Regions from separate parts of the Arachis hypogaea genome. Here region 1 is linked to region 2. The links are chromatin contacts, called in public Hi-C maps. All regions are on one chromosome and are shown on one strand. Each heading gives the region's core, a stretch centred on a gene start, on an enhancer-like site or on the middle of the called end of the contact. The rest is flanking DNA. Distances are from core to core; before and after follow the strand shown. Region 1 holds the start of LOC112777542 (ethylene-responsive transcription factor ERF106). Region 2 holds the start of LOC112778689.

The links. Hi-C and Micro-C count contacts between places; a contact is called where the count stands out from the background.
Region 1: a Hi-C map of leaf shows a contact between it and region 2, with 2.7 times the contacts expected there. The contact joins the promoter of LOC112777542 here to the promoter of LOC112778689 in region 2. A contact is called at or near these places in 2 of 8 Hi-C or Micro-C datasets (both in leaf).

The regions. Positions count from the first base shown.
Region 1 is chr19:136,030,914-136,037,889 of arahy.Tifrunner.gnm2.J5K5, forward strand. It overlaps LOC112777542 (ethylene-responsive transcription factor ERF106), which reads right to left and starts at 1,346. Exons shown (of 1, transcript XM_025821945.3): 1 at 463-1,346. The coding sequence starts at 1,346. The coding sequence ends at 738. LOC112776831 (ATP-dependent 6-phosphofructokinase 4, chloroplastic) reads right to left here. Exons shown (of 15, transcript XM_072227050.1): 7 at 6,627-6,785; 8 at 6,486-6,539; 9 at 6,321-6,389; 10 at 5,852-5,981; 11 at 5,599-5,639; 12 at 5,074-5,298; 13 at 4,307-4,355; 14 at 3,771-3,925; 15 at 463-3,390. The coding sequence ends at 3,244.
Region 2 is chr19:135,846,820-135,853,057 of arahy.Tifrunner.gnm2.J5K5, forward strand. It overlaps LOC112778689, which reads right to left and starts at 4,886. Exons shown (of 11, transcript XM_025822984.3): 1 at 4,688-4,886; 2 at 3,921-4,170; 3 at 3,670-3,844; 4 at 3,427-3,585; 5 at 3,174-3,267; 6 at 2,851-2,921; 7 at 2,566-2,617; 8 at 2,098-2,146; 9 at 1,869-2,003; 10 at 1,330-1,449; 11 at 846-1,229. The coding sequence starts at 4,123. The coding sequence ends at 1,094.

The DNA.
Region 1 (6,976 bases), core at 96-2,595, 180 kb after region 2:
CTAATACAGTACCAATTGTTTATTAATCTACCCTATTTAGTAGGGCCGTCAAGAATAGACTAACAGAAAATATCAGAGAATAACTTAAATTTTTACAGAAATCTGTAATATATGAAAGATGATAATTTATTCTATAAATTTGTAAAGATACTGGAAACATTGCATTAATTATTTAATGAAAGCAAAACCCATACTACTATTCAATGTAACATACAATCATGGGTAAAATATTATGGAGTAACAACATCGTTGATAAATCTAAGAGTAACTTAGAAGTTAGAAATCACCCTTATGGTATGTGGACCTGAAACAAGTGAAACTTCACTCTATCCTCCTCAATTACAGGATATACTATCTTTTTAGCTTTTTAGGTGTATGCTTCAAGTTAAAAAGAAACAAGGGACATAGTTACATTATTTAATCCACATAATACGTTGCTCTTCATTCATAGTGAATGAAAACTTCACAAAAATACTAAATTGCACATTCATGGAAAATTTTAGTACATATTGCACATTTCTTTAGCAAACAAAAGTAAAGAATGACTATAACCTATAAAAGTTGAAAAGGAGAAGATAATGCAATCATTGAAAAATGAGATTTGTACATAACATTTGTGGCAGATATATGTTCATGTTCACATTCTATGTAACAATAAACAAAAATATATCAATACAACATTCACAAAATATTATGTTCAAATAACATTACTCGATGAAATTGAATATCAATTCTCTCTACACTACTCTTCTCTTTTTCCTACCACAAACATTAGGCTTTGGTTCAGATTCACCAGCCTCAAGAGGAAAATTGAGAATTGCTTTTTGACCCCTCATCCTAAAGGCAGCAAAATCATAAGCCTTAGCAGCATCAATCTCACTATCAAATGTGCCTAGCCACACTCTCGAGCCTTTTCTCGCCGGATCGCGAATCTCAGCAGCGAACTTTCCCCACGGCCTTCTCCTTACTCCTCTGTAGTGCCTAAACGTAGCTTCTACCTTCTCTTCCACAGAATCCAACATTGTTGGTTCAACCGAAGTATCCGAATTCTTGATTATTTCCTCCTCCGAGGGGCTTTGTGCAATAATGACATTGTTTTGATCAGCAGCGACTTCCTTAGCATCAAAGCTACTACTACTTTGTTCAAAGAAATATGAATCCAAATCCAAGAATTGGTGGTAGTCGAGTTTTGGTGATTCCAAAGGGTGTTCTAATTCTTCAATTTTCACTAGAGGAATGAGATTGGTGGTGCTAGTGAAGTATGAATCTAAGGCATTTTTATTATTATCACCTAAGAGATGTTGCCTTAAGAGTTCTAAACTTGAAATTTCTTGAGATGCTGTCATAGTGTATCTGTGTTTGAATTGGATTTTTATTTGTGGAATGTGTGGAGAGAAGTGGCATTGAAACTATGATATTTATGCATATAAGAATACTCCAGTCCCCACATTTTGTGATATAAATTGATTGATGATAGTGTTATCAGCTCATCAAGTTGTTGAGGAAAATTAAATGGACTTTTTTTATGGCACACGGATTTCACTAGGGAGTTTTTTTTTTTTTCTTTTTAAAAAAAAAATATTACGTTAAGAGACAGTGCATCTTATCCAAATTATTGGATGATCATGGTTATGTACTTTGTCATGGGGCCCGATACGTATATGCAACTTGTTTTTTTGGTTACTGTATAAGCAACTTGTTTGAATATTAACAAATTATTATTGATTTATACCCAAAAAAAAAAAATATTGATTTAGACATAATTATAAATATCTTGCCGTACTACTGCCAAAGAATTTAAGTTTTTGAATATTAAACCTTATCTAGAATAATAATAATAATAATAAATTTTGGTTAATTTTTCTTTACAGAAAATAATAGTATCATGATTAGCATAGTAAGATTTATTTTTCGGGATAAAATATTCTAAGAAAAATTTAAACAATGATTAATATAATTAAACAATATAAGACAATATATATCGTAAATGATATAATAACTATATCAAGCCTCATCAATTGTTGTGTCCACAAGGTGCTTTCAATGGACTATCTTCATTTAACAAAGAGAAAAGAGGGGGGAAACTGATGAATAATAAATCAGGATATTTTATGTTTGGTTATTTTAAAGATAATAATTGTTTTACAAAATATTTAAGAAATTATATTTTCTTTTCACATTTATTTAGCTTTTTATTTAGTGTTTTATATTACTTAAATAAAAATGTGTTATCTTGTTGATTAATTTTTTTATTTTAAATATCAGTTTTTACTTTTTAGAAGGAAAAATACTAAATGACTATCAGAATTTATTATTTTTTACTTAAGGATGGTAGATTACGTAGGATGGTAGGATACCCATTTACGAGAGTCTCAACTTGTAAGCTGTTGTGTTGCAAAGAGTTGCTAGAAACAGCAACTTGCGTTAAGACAAAGTGGGGCATCAAAAAGTTGGTTTTGGTTATGGTTTGTACTATCTACAAAAGATCGCAATCAAGAAAAGATTGCTGTTTACAAGGGTACATCTGGAGCCTTATCATTCTTCAACTTGCTGTATTTAAATCAAATCACACCATGGGGCCCTTATAGTTGAATAATGGAGACTCTTTCACTGGACAATTAACCAAATCTAACCAAGATGAGATGAGAAGAGAAGAGAAGCCTTTGACTTTTAGGGCTTCACCTCCTCCGAATAATTGCTCTCTAACTAGTATTATAATTTGATAGATTTTCTTCCGTTTTTCTTTTTGTATTCAAGAATGTAACAAAATATTAAAGTAACATATATTATAAATAAAAGGTTTCTTGGATGTGAGAGGAAATAGTTATTTAGTCAAATACTTAACCTTATCGAAGTTGAAGTGTGAATTAGGGCACATGATAAGATGGTGTTTTGCAAAGAGAGTTTTCTCATGAATGATGCATATAAGTTGCCACTAGTTGAGCATGTTCAAATTTGAAACACCAGTTACATTAAAAAAAAAAAGAAAAAAGAAAAATACTCAAAGTCTGAGCTGACGTTTCAACAAATACAACAAACATATAGCTATTACTAAGTAGTGGAATTTCACACTAAAAAGAATAGTGGCAAACCATATGGTGGTAGTGTCCAATTACAGCCAATACCACTATATGTTAATGCATCATCTGTTATCTGAAAGCTCATCAAAATTCACAGCACTGAGTTAACATACAAATGAAACCTAAAATAGAGATCTGTTGCTACTCATAAATATGAGAAAACCTATATCGAGGTAATATTCAGACTATCGATACCTTGGACAACTCCTTCTAGATCAGAGGAAATGAAACTAGGTTGATTTGTAGATGCAAGAAGTCTAGCCCACATTCTACCTGTCAGCTCAACCGTCTTTTGTTTCTCTGTCACACGCTGCAACAAGATGTTATATAATCATCAGCCGGCATGCTACCTAACATAATGTGGGAGCATATAACATACTAACACATATCATGAACAAAGGTAAAACATAATGTCCAGTAACCTAGGAAGTGCAGCACATCCTATTAGGTTAATAAACATTTAAACTGCATCATCTCAATCTTGCATGCCCTTACATAAGGTGTTTGTGTTGAATTTTTTACAAAATGATTAAATTTTCAGTTCTCTTGGTAAGGTTGTAGTGTTAGGTAGAGGAGATAGATTACATGGTGAACTTAAGAATAGTACAAGACTCCAGTAGCATAAACTTTAGTAATGGAAGTAATTAGTTGGATGCAGATGATCTAATTCTAATGAAGTGGTCAACTTACAGAAATAGGGATATAAGCATGTCTACTATTCACAGGGCCAACGGTGAAGCCAGTATATCCAGCCATAGCTCCATGAACAACACTATGAGCAAGTAGAGTGCAGTATATGTTGTCTGCGGCATTACTCGGAATAGCTCGAATCATGTATGTTGGATCTATAAGAGTAACACAAATGAAACTTTTATGATGAAGACAAAATCAATGAAAATTTTAAAATTAAGTTCTTAAAAATGATAACATTATTATGTTAAAGTAATAAACAAAACTTAAAACGGTTCCTTTGTTGAAAATAAATGATACAAAATATAAGAAAATGGAAAAAATTTTAATTCTGAATTTCAAGCTTGCTTGCTTTTATTTAGGGGTTTTGAAATTCCAATTAACCAAAACTAAAAGGCAAACAGGAAAAATAAGATGCCGTTCTGGTTATTCAAGAATAATTATGAAAGAATAATCTTATAGCTGTTTGTTTTCCTGGTTATTCTTGCATAATTACAATAAAATAGAAAAGTTTTATAGGAAACTCAGGAACATACCTATATATTTCATATTAATTGGCATCTTTTGAGCCTTTGTGAAATGGTCCTATAACAAGTAAGCAATATATTTAGAAGCAAACTGAAAAACTTAAAAGGTGAACAAAACAATGTTGGCAACCTCAAGAAAAATGAAAGGAAATATTTAATAACCCTCCGTGAAGGACAAATTCAAATTCCAAAATTATTCTTTCAAAATCATTCATCATTTCCTCTATTATGGGAGTGAATACTTTCCTATGAACTGAGCTAATGAGAAAAAAAAAATTCATAAGCAAAAACTGATAGAGTTCTAGACTACAATGACAAGTCAAGATAGCATGCACAATTGCACTTCAACAAATTTCCCCTCTCAAAGAGGTCACACACTTCAATCTCAAGATCAAAAAGAAGAGGGGGGGGGGGGGGGGGGGGAACATGCAAGATTAATTTAGCAAGGAAAGTGCAAAAGATTTTAATTAGCTTCACCATATGTAACTGATCTATTAGCAAATTGACTGATGCCATCAGGCATCAGCATAAATCTAGTTTTAAGAAAAATATATTGAAAACCATCTTTGGAATGGATACCTTAACTCGGACCACACATATTGAAAATTCTACAATCAGAACTGGAAAAGATCACAAATTTTCTGCAGTCGTGTCAATTATATTTAGAGATATCATATCTATGGTCCAAGTAAGTATACATATCTGAGAATATTATATATGTAAAATCTGTGAAGAGAACATAAGGAACAGAAGGAAAGATATATGATATAGTATACCTTGATCTTATCAGATAACCAGGGACCAACATCAAGAAGTAGCCTGTTCCCAGATGCATCCTTTTGATTGACTGCAGGCACTTCTGCGGCAACATATTCTTGACCTGCACCTTCTGCTATGACAATAACTAAATGTCCATTCTCTTTCAACCTCTGATCAAGAAACTCATACAGCCCACCTCTCCCTTCCAAATAAAAGGGAGATTCTGGAATCAAGCAGCAATCCTGTTAGAACTCTTGCTATTAGCAGGCATTCTTTAGTCATTATTTAAATTTTGAAAAAATGGTAACAACTAATGGCAATTTGAACTCCTTTGGGACCATTTAAAAATAGACTTTAATATCAAAAGGAAAGAAATATTTTTACGGAAAACTATTAAAGAGCTTCAAGCCAAAGAAAATCACCAATACATCTCTATTGTCATCATCATCATCATAATTAAAAAAAACACAAATTTTATGCTAACAAAGGAATAAGTTGACCAATGACAATCAACAAATTCTGAGACTGGGAAGATGCCTTACCACGTCTCGGCTAGCCAAAGTTGCAAACATGGCAATGAAACCTGCAGATGGAAGCCTGTAAAGTCTATCTCTGAAATGAGAAATAGGATTCTTAAAGTTCTAAATACCAATATTTCATTAAACACATCAAGTTTCCACTCTGTCATTTAAAAGAAAAAATTATTTGGAAAATTAGAAATTATGATAAAAAAGAAAGGGGGGGGGGGGGGGGAGAAGCAAAATAGAGCATCTGAAAGTATTGCTTAATGTCTACCACTATATCTGCCCATTAGCTTAACAATTCCAACTCCGTTTTCAACACTTTCAACTTCAACATGAGCAGCGTTGATGGCTCTCTGGGCTTCTTCTACAGCAGTATCAAATCCAAAAGATTTGTCAATAACCTGAAGCCAAACAAGTAAAATATTACAAACAGGGAGGGCTTCATCTGTCTCAATATATATATAAATGTTTACATGGAAAAAATAATTGATGAGTAGATTAATATCTCCGAGTTTACACACAAATGTGAACAAAGCATAATGACATCAATAGTATACAGTAATTAGACCATTGTTAAGTTCCTATTAAAATATAAAACGAGGAGATACAATTACTGAATACATACAACACAGAGCCAAATCTCAGGTAAAAAATTATTACATATCACACACACACACACAGAAGCAACAAACACTTTTCCAAAGGGTGCAAAACTTATATATATTATAACTAAGACTTACAGCAATATCATTATCAATTGTCTTTGGAATTCCAGCCACAGCGACGTGAAGACCACGTTTTTCAACTTCCTTCATAGAAAGATGCTCATATTACAACATACTATCATGGAACTACATCATTGAGTAGATGAAAGCCATGTGTAATTTAAGAGAGAAATCAATTACCTCATATATGCGTGCTGCTCCTCTTTGGGTTCCATCACCTCCTATAATGTATACCTAACATGCACAGATAAAATTTCCCTTTTGTTCAGATATTATGTCTACAATCTGTTCATATACTAAATTAATATAACAAGTAACCACCTGATTTATTCCACGGTCTGCAATGTTATCAACTATCTTCTGTGTATCATGTCCTCCTCGAGATGTGCGGAGAAGGGTGCCACCACGTTTATGGATATCATTAACCACTTTAGGAGTCAATCTCACGGTATTTTTTGAATAAAACCCTCTATATCCTTCCTAAATCATTTTGAAGAGCAACATGGTAACTAATAGGAACTCAAGCAATGGACATAAAAGAAATGGGGAAACTATCATGTTACATTCAAAAACTCAGATAAGAAATTCAAATTAAAATGATTCTAAGAAGTTGGTCCAACAGAAAAATCTTAAAGCAGTATATTTGTTAGATAGCCAGAATTATACAACTT
Region 2 (6,238 bases), core at 3,636-6,135:
TTTGATGTATACATTGAAATTTTAATTCTTTTTTTTTTTGGTGACTAAATTGAAATTTTAATTCTGTATATGTACTTTTGTGACTTTAAAAATTTTTCATGTGTATTTTTGTCCATTTACTCTTTTTTTTTATGTATTTATTTGACTTACTTTATGCATTATACTACTTGTATATATCTTTCTTTCTTTTCTTTTTTTTTTTTAAATCAACCGTTATTAACATCCGTCGTTATTTTTAGTAAATAAATAAGTCAACAGTAATTTAAATGGGTTTTAATTTAACTAAAATATAGCCTTCTAAATCCGTTAGATATGTTTTTCAACAAAAATATTCAATGTATAGATTAAATTTGAGAGAGAAAGGAGAAAGCAAGGTTTTTCAAGTAGGAGGTGATAGGAGGTTGTTCTATATATAATTTATATTTTCACATAAATTGCAATACACTATAGGAGTTTATGTGTATTTGTGTAAAACTCTATAAGTTATAGCAGTTTATATAAAAAATAAAGAGGATCCAAATATAATTTTTTTTATTTGTTGTATTTATCTAATATTAAACAGTAATTATTTAATGGCACAAATTGCTTTACTTTTAGCTTTTTTGTTTCTTATCTTTTTTATTTTTTTTTTTGGGGGGTGGTGAAACGGGAGGGGTATAGATTACTTGGAATTGTATCATCGGTATAATTTTAGAAAAAATGAACAGTTTTAACAAAATTAATCTATGTTTAACTATTCAATTCAATTGTAATAAATTAATAATTTAATTTTAATAGACCGTGAGAAATTTTACCCATACATTAGAATTAAACACACAAAAGTGAAAGTAAAATCAAGTAATAAGTTTGTGGATAATTGGTTACTTTTGCGAATCAAATATACCCCTTTCAAGTTTGTATTATCAAGTGTGTATCTAATAAATGAACAGCTAAACTGGCAAGTAATTTAACTCGAACAAAAAACCACAAGTGATGCATGGACAACATTCCCCACCCAATGGCAATCAATAATTCCCATTTTATAATTTAATTTCACAAATAATTACACGACTAATTAATTCACAACAAAATTTGCATTAACTTGTATATGATCTCAAGTTGAAATGGCTTCTCCTTTGAAATGCTCACGCCTGCTCTCCAAGAACGCCTGCCGGAATTCTTCAAAGCTTCCATCTTGGATTGCTCCTCTTATTACATGGAAGAACCTCAAATAGTGATGGGTATTGTGTCTGCAGGATTTAATACAACACTGTCACCACTAGTACTCATAGGATACTAATACTTGTATAGTGCTATTACAACTACAATTTTAAGTAAAGAAAAACTTACATTTCTAGAAGAGTCTGTGCCAGCATTTCATGAACATTGAGTAGGTGATTGATGTATGCTTTAGTATGATTTTGGCACGTATAGCAGGTGCAGTTTTCTAAAATGGGGGACATATCTTTCCTGCATCAAAATGCAAGCACAAAACTCAGTTGAAAGAAGTGACATTTAATATGTAATCTGATTACTACTACTAACAATTCAGCTAAACAAGAACAATTAAGCATGTTTTGAAATGCATGGTCATCCGAGAAAATATAGTGAAGAGCAAACTCAAAATAGTGTATATTGATGAAATGAGAGAACGTAATTACAAATTTACAATTGATATAAACAAACAGAAGGTTTAAGTCATAGGACTATCAAGAAATCCTAATTCAGGGAAAACCAATCCTTAATGTCAATTTACAACAGAAGCAGAAATACAGAACAAAAAACAGAAAGAAAAACAAAAATAATCATAGTGAAATCTGCATAAATTATAGAGTAATCCACTACCATATAATAAAAAGAAAAGAAGGCAGTAACAATTATCATGTTACCGGTAAGCTGTTGCCCTCAAGTTAATTTTAGTCGAGTCACTTCCAATCTGGTCTGACTGTAAATTATGTTGCTCCCCGCTTTTGTCCAATGAAAAGGTTAGTGCAAATCCTCCAAGTGTGAGGGAATAGATGTACCTATGAATCATCACAAAAACCATCCTAGTTCTTTGACACCAAACACCAGGGGAATTGGGATATTGAGAAAACAGAAAGTGGAATAGCTACTTACGTTGAATCAAACAGATCAATTCCTGCGGCAATCCCCTGCAAAATCTCCTCTGTAAGGGTAATAATAACTAATAAGCTTTTATGTGCAAAAAATTTGTATATATTCAAAAATAAATATAATAAAAATTTGGTAAGCTAAAAATTTTAACTTAATCATATATATATATATGATCAAAGATGAGTTCTATTGATTAGCAGAATAGGGAGTGAACAGAATGGTAATGATTCGTTGTTTTAAAAATCGCTGTGATGGAAACTGGTATCTACTCAAGAAATCTAGATCAGAAACAGTGGTTTACTGATGAAGAACCTAATATTCCAGTGGGGAATTCAGCTTCAGAAGCATGTATACGAAGATGATAGACTGAAAAGAAAAAAAATAAATGTCTTGGGAAATACAAGGAGGTAACTACATCCATCAAGCTAAGCAGGACAATAACATATGAGTTTAATTACATAAATCATGTACCTGGGAGTCCAAGCCCACATGTTAAGCGTGGCTTCTCATCTGGCAAGATATCCTGAGAAAAAGGTTACTTAGTTAGGAATTTCAGATAAAACTCAAAAATGTCCAGCATGAATAGTAATCTCTACAAAACATCCGCACACACAAAAATAGTAACAAGAAAATCAGGTTTTACGGTTTCAGCAGTAGTCTATACTTGTCAAAATTATCACAACTTAGCTTGAACTATTACATAAAGTTCAATTAAAAAATGGGGTCTTATTGAACAACTCCTGAAATGACACTTACCATAACTTCTCTTAAAAGAGCAGGTCGCTCGTCAATGCCCTCTCCAAGTCCAAATCCTCCAATCCAATAGCCTGCATCAATGATCATAAGTAAGTTATGCATCTCAAAAAGATTTAAGTTTCAATAATTTAAGTTCCATAATGAATAACATGCATTTGTCACAGTAGAGGGACTAACGGAGCATCTTACATATAGCAGCACCAGGAAGTGAGGAGTAATTAAGGAACAGATAATGGATTGCTCTATGACGATACTTAACGTATTGATAACATCCTAATACCTCTACAACTTAGGCTAACACAAACTGAAGAAAAACAAAGAACCTGATACATTTCGCTTAGCTACCTCCTCTGCACATCGCTTCCTTTCTTCCAAACTTGTGCCTCCAACGATGGCACCAAAGATAGATCCAGCTGCCTGAATGTTGAGATCAAAATTAATGAATTTATCTCTTTGTCTTAATTTTTTTGCTAGAAAAGAAAAAAAGCAAGAAGGAAGACAAGATATCAACTATCTCAATCACAAGAAATGAATTCATAACACAGCTAGAGAGGAAAATCATAAACTGTCCTTTACCGGATACAACGAAATGCAGTCATCAAGCCATCTCAAAGTTCTATCTACCGAGGTTTTGTTCCTTTTCTCAGAGACCCAAGCAGGTACTTCATCTGCCAAAGATGCCCATATATTTGGCTTCATGCAGGATATCATTTCAATATAATCTTTAGGTTTAATCTGGTCATGTCAAAATTTAGAATTAGAAAGATATACAGTACTATCATAAAGACAATATTCAAACCCAAGTGGCAATAAATTTACCAATAGACGGCCACAAGGTGTCTCGAAAGAAGCTCCAAGTCTGGTAGCTGCTTTGGACTCAGGAAGGCACTGTATAGAATCCCTGGGTACAGCTGCAATTCCATGTTGTTTCAAACCAAGCATTTGGTGAAGGCCTCCTATTTTTGATATAGTGGTTGTAGAGAGTCCTTCCAAACTAGAGAAGTAGACAAGAGAAAATAATGAGAGGGCATTATGCGAAGATTGTGAACATGAGTGTGTCTACAACTTACAAGTGCAGAGGAGAAACTTGAAGGAGGTTGGAATCAGGCGATGGGAGAGAAGGGAGAAGCTCAGGGGAGATGAAGTGAGGGAGGCCTTTTCGAGTAGCCAGGAGAAGAGCGGGGGTTTCGATTGGCGCCGGGCAGCTTCCCACCTCGAGTACTCCCACCCGAGCGCCACTGCTACTCAATGCTTTCTTCACTGCAAACTTCATTTGCAGAGTGCAGTTGCAGCACCTATGTCCTATGTGCTATGATAATGCTGATGAATCAAAACGATGTCAAACTCTGAATTCACTAAAATTCAAGTTGCGTCAAAAACATTTAATCCCAAATGGAAGTCCAGATCATAAAAATTACCATCAATAAGAAAGATAGCGCAAAACTCAAAAGAACTTAATCTACATTAAGCACAACCATCACAAAAGTTTGCCAGACACTCATTTCAAAACTATACTTCACCTCATACCAATAGAAACAAAACACCTCCATTGGTTCTAGTAATCTTAGTAACACTCTATTATGCCATTCATTCTTACTCTAATTTACGTAAAGGTACCAATAAAATGCCTTTTGGAAACTTATGCTTAAAATTTAACAAAACAATAGCCAAAAAAGGAAAAAGAAAAAAAAAAAAACTAAGAATTTGATATAAATCTACCGGCCAATATTAATTAGTAAGCTAAGTTAAGGTTCAATCACTACATAAGCCAAATAGGAAAAAAAAAAAAAGAAGTAGAATGAAGCAAATAGAGTCAGCGTCTAATGAAAAAACCTACGCAATTGTGGTGGATGAGAGGCGAAGCTCTTGCGGCGGCGCAACTGAGGTCGTGGTGGCAGATAATCAAACGGCGCCGGAGACGAGGATGGCGGCGGAAGGAAAAAGGTAAGGGTTTCCAAACCGTTATTATTCAAAAGTTTTCTATTTACAATTCAAGACCTGAGAATGAGCGTGAGTAATTTTCTTAGGAAAAGTATGGAAAGTCAATAGAGGTTTAAGGAGTATTAAAAATATAATTATTAGTATTATTTTTTTTATTAACATAAGTTTTTTAGATGAGTGGTTTCATGATATAGTATTAGAATTTATCCTTTTGAAATGAATGACTTTATCTCTAATATCTTATTCTAAATATTATGGATAATGTTCATTTTGTAACTCATATAGTCTATTATACACATTATATAAATAAATCATTGGCTCCTTAAAAAGACACATTTTCTTAATACTTTTCAAATGTTATAGTATAATTTTTAGAAAAGATGACAAAATTTTTAAACTAAATTGCAAATTATTTACTTCACACATGCAGTTTTTACTTTTTAGAAAGTTTTGATAAATTTTAGAATTTTTCATTTTATTTTTGAACACACACCATCATCAAAATAATATATTTTAATTTATAAATTAAATAAAAATAACAACAATAAAAATTCCAATTCACTACTTTTCTTTCGTTCCATAATAAATTAAAATTTTGATAATAATAAAAATAGTCATATAAAAAATGAGAAAATTTTGGAACCAAATTATGTTAACCAATATTTTTTTTAAAATCAGCCAATAATTATTAATATACGGTTTTTTTCCCCTTTCTTCCTCTCAACCCTTTTCTTTCTCAACAAAAAACTTCCAATTCACTACTTTTCTTTTTCATTCTTTTCATAAGAGCTACAAAAAAACAAAGGGTTTACCTATAGAAAAAAAAACGTGACTAAAGTCCATAAAAACTGTACAATTAAATATTGGTCACCAAAAAATATTCATGGCTAATAAAAAGATTGTATTCTCAGTTTGTCATAATTTTAGTGTTATAAGTCACAATTTTAAATACTGTAGAAACTTTTGAAGAGTCATAATTTATACATTATTTTCCACACTTAATACTATGGTTAAATAAAAATAATCAAATAAAAATTATAATTTTACCGCATTTTATTCGTAGCTAATTTATGCGGGTCGTGTTTTTTAGCCGTTATTTTTTCGTGGCTACTATCGAATTATTTAGCCATATTATTTCCGTGACTAATTCTGATTTTTCTACGTGCCATCCGTAGCTAATTTGTACTAATTAATTAGATTTTTTCGTAACTAACTTTGATTTTTTTTTTTTTTTAGAATTTGTAGCTTTTATCGTAATTTGATTGTGGCTAATTCAACCGTTTTAATATATTAAAATTATATTTATATATAACATTAATAACAAATTTAGTTTTGAAATACACAAATTGGACATTTATTGCATTGAAAAAGAAAGACATAATAATTAAAATTTATTATTTATATAAATAAAATAATAATAACAATTCAAGTCTAAATTTCTATATTT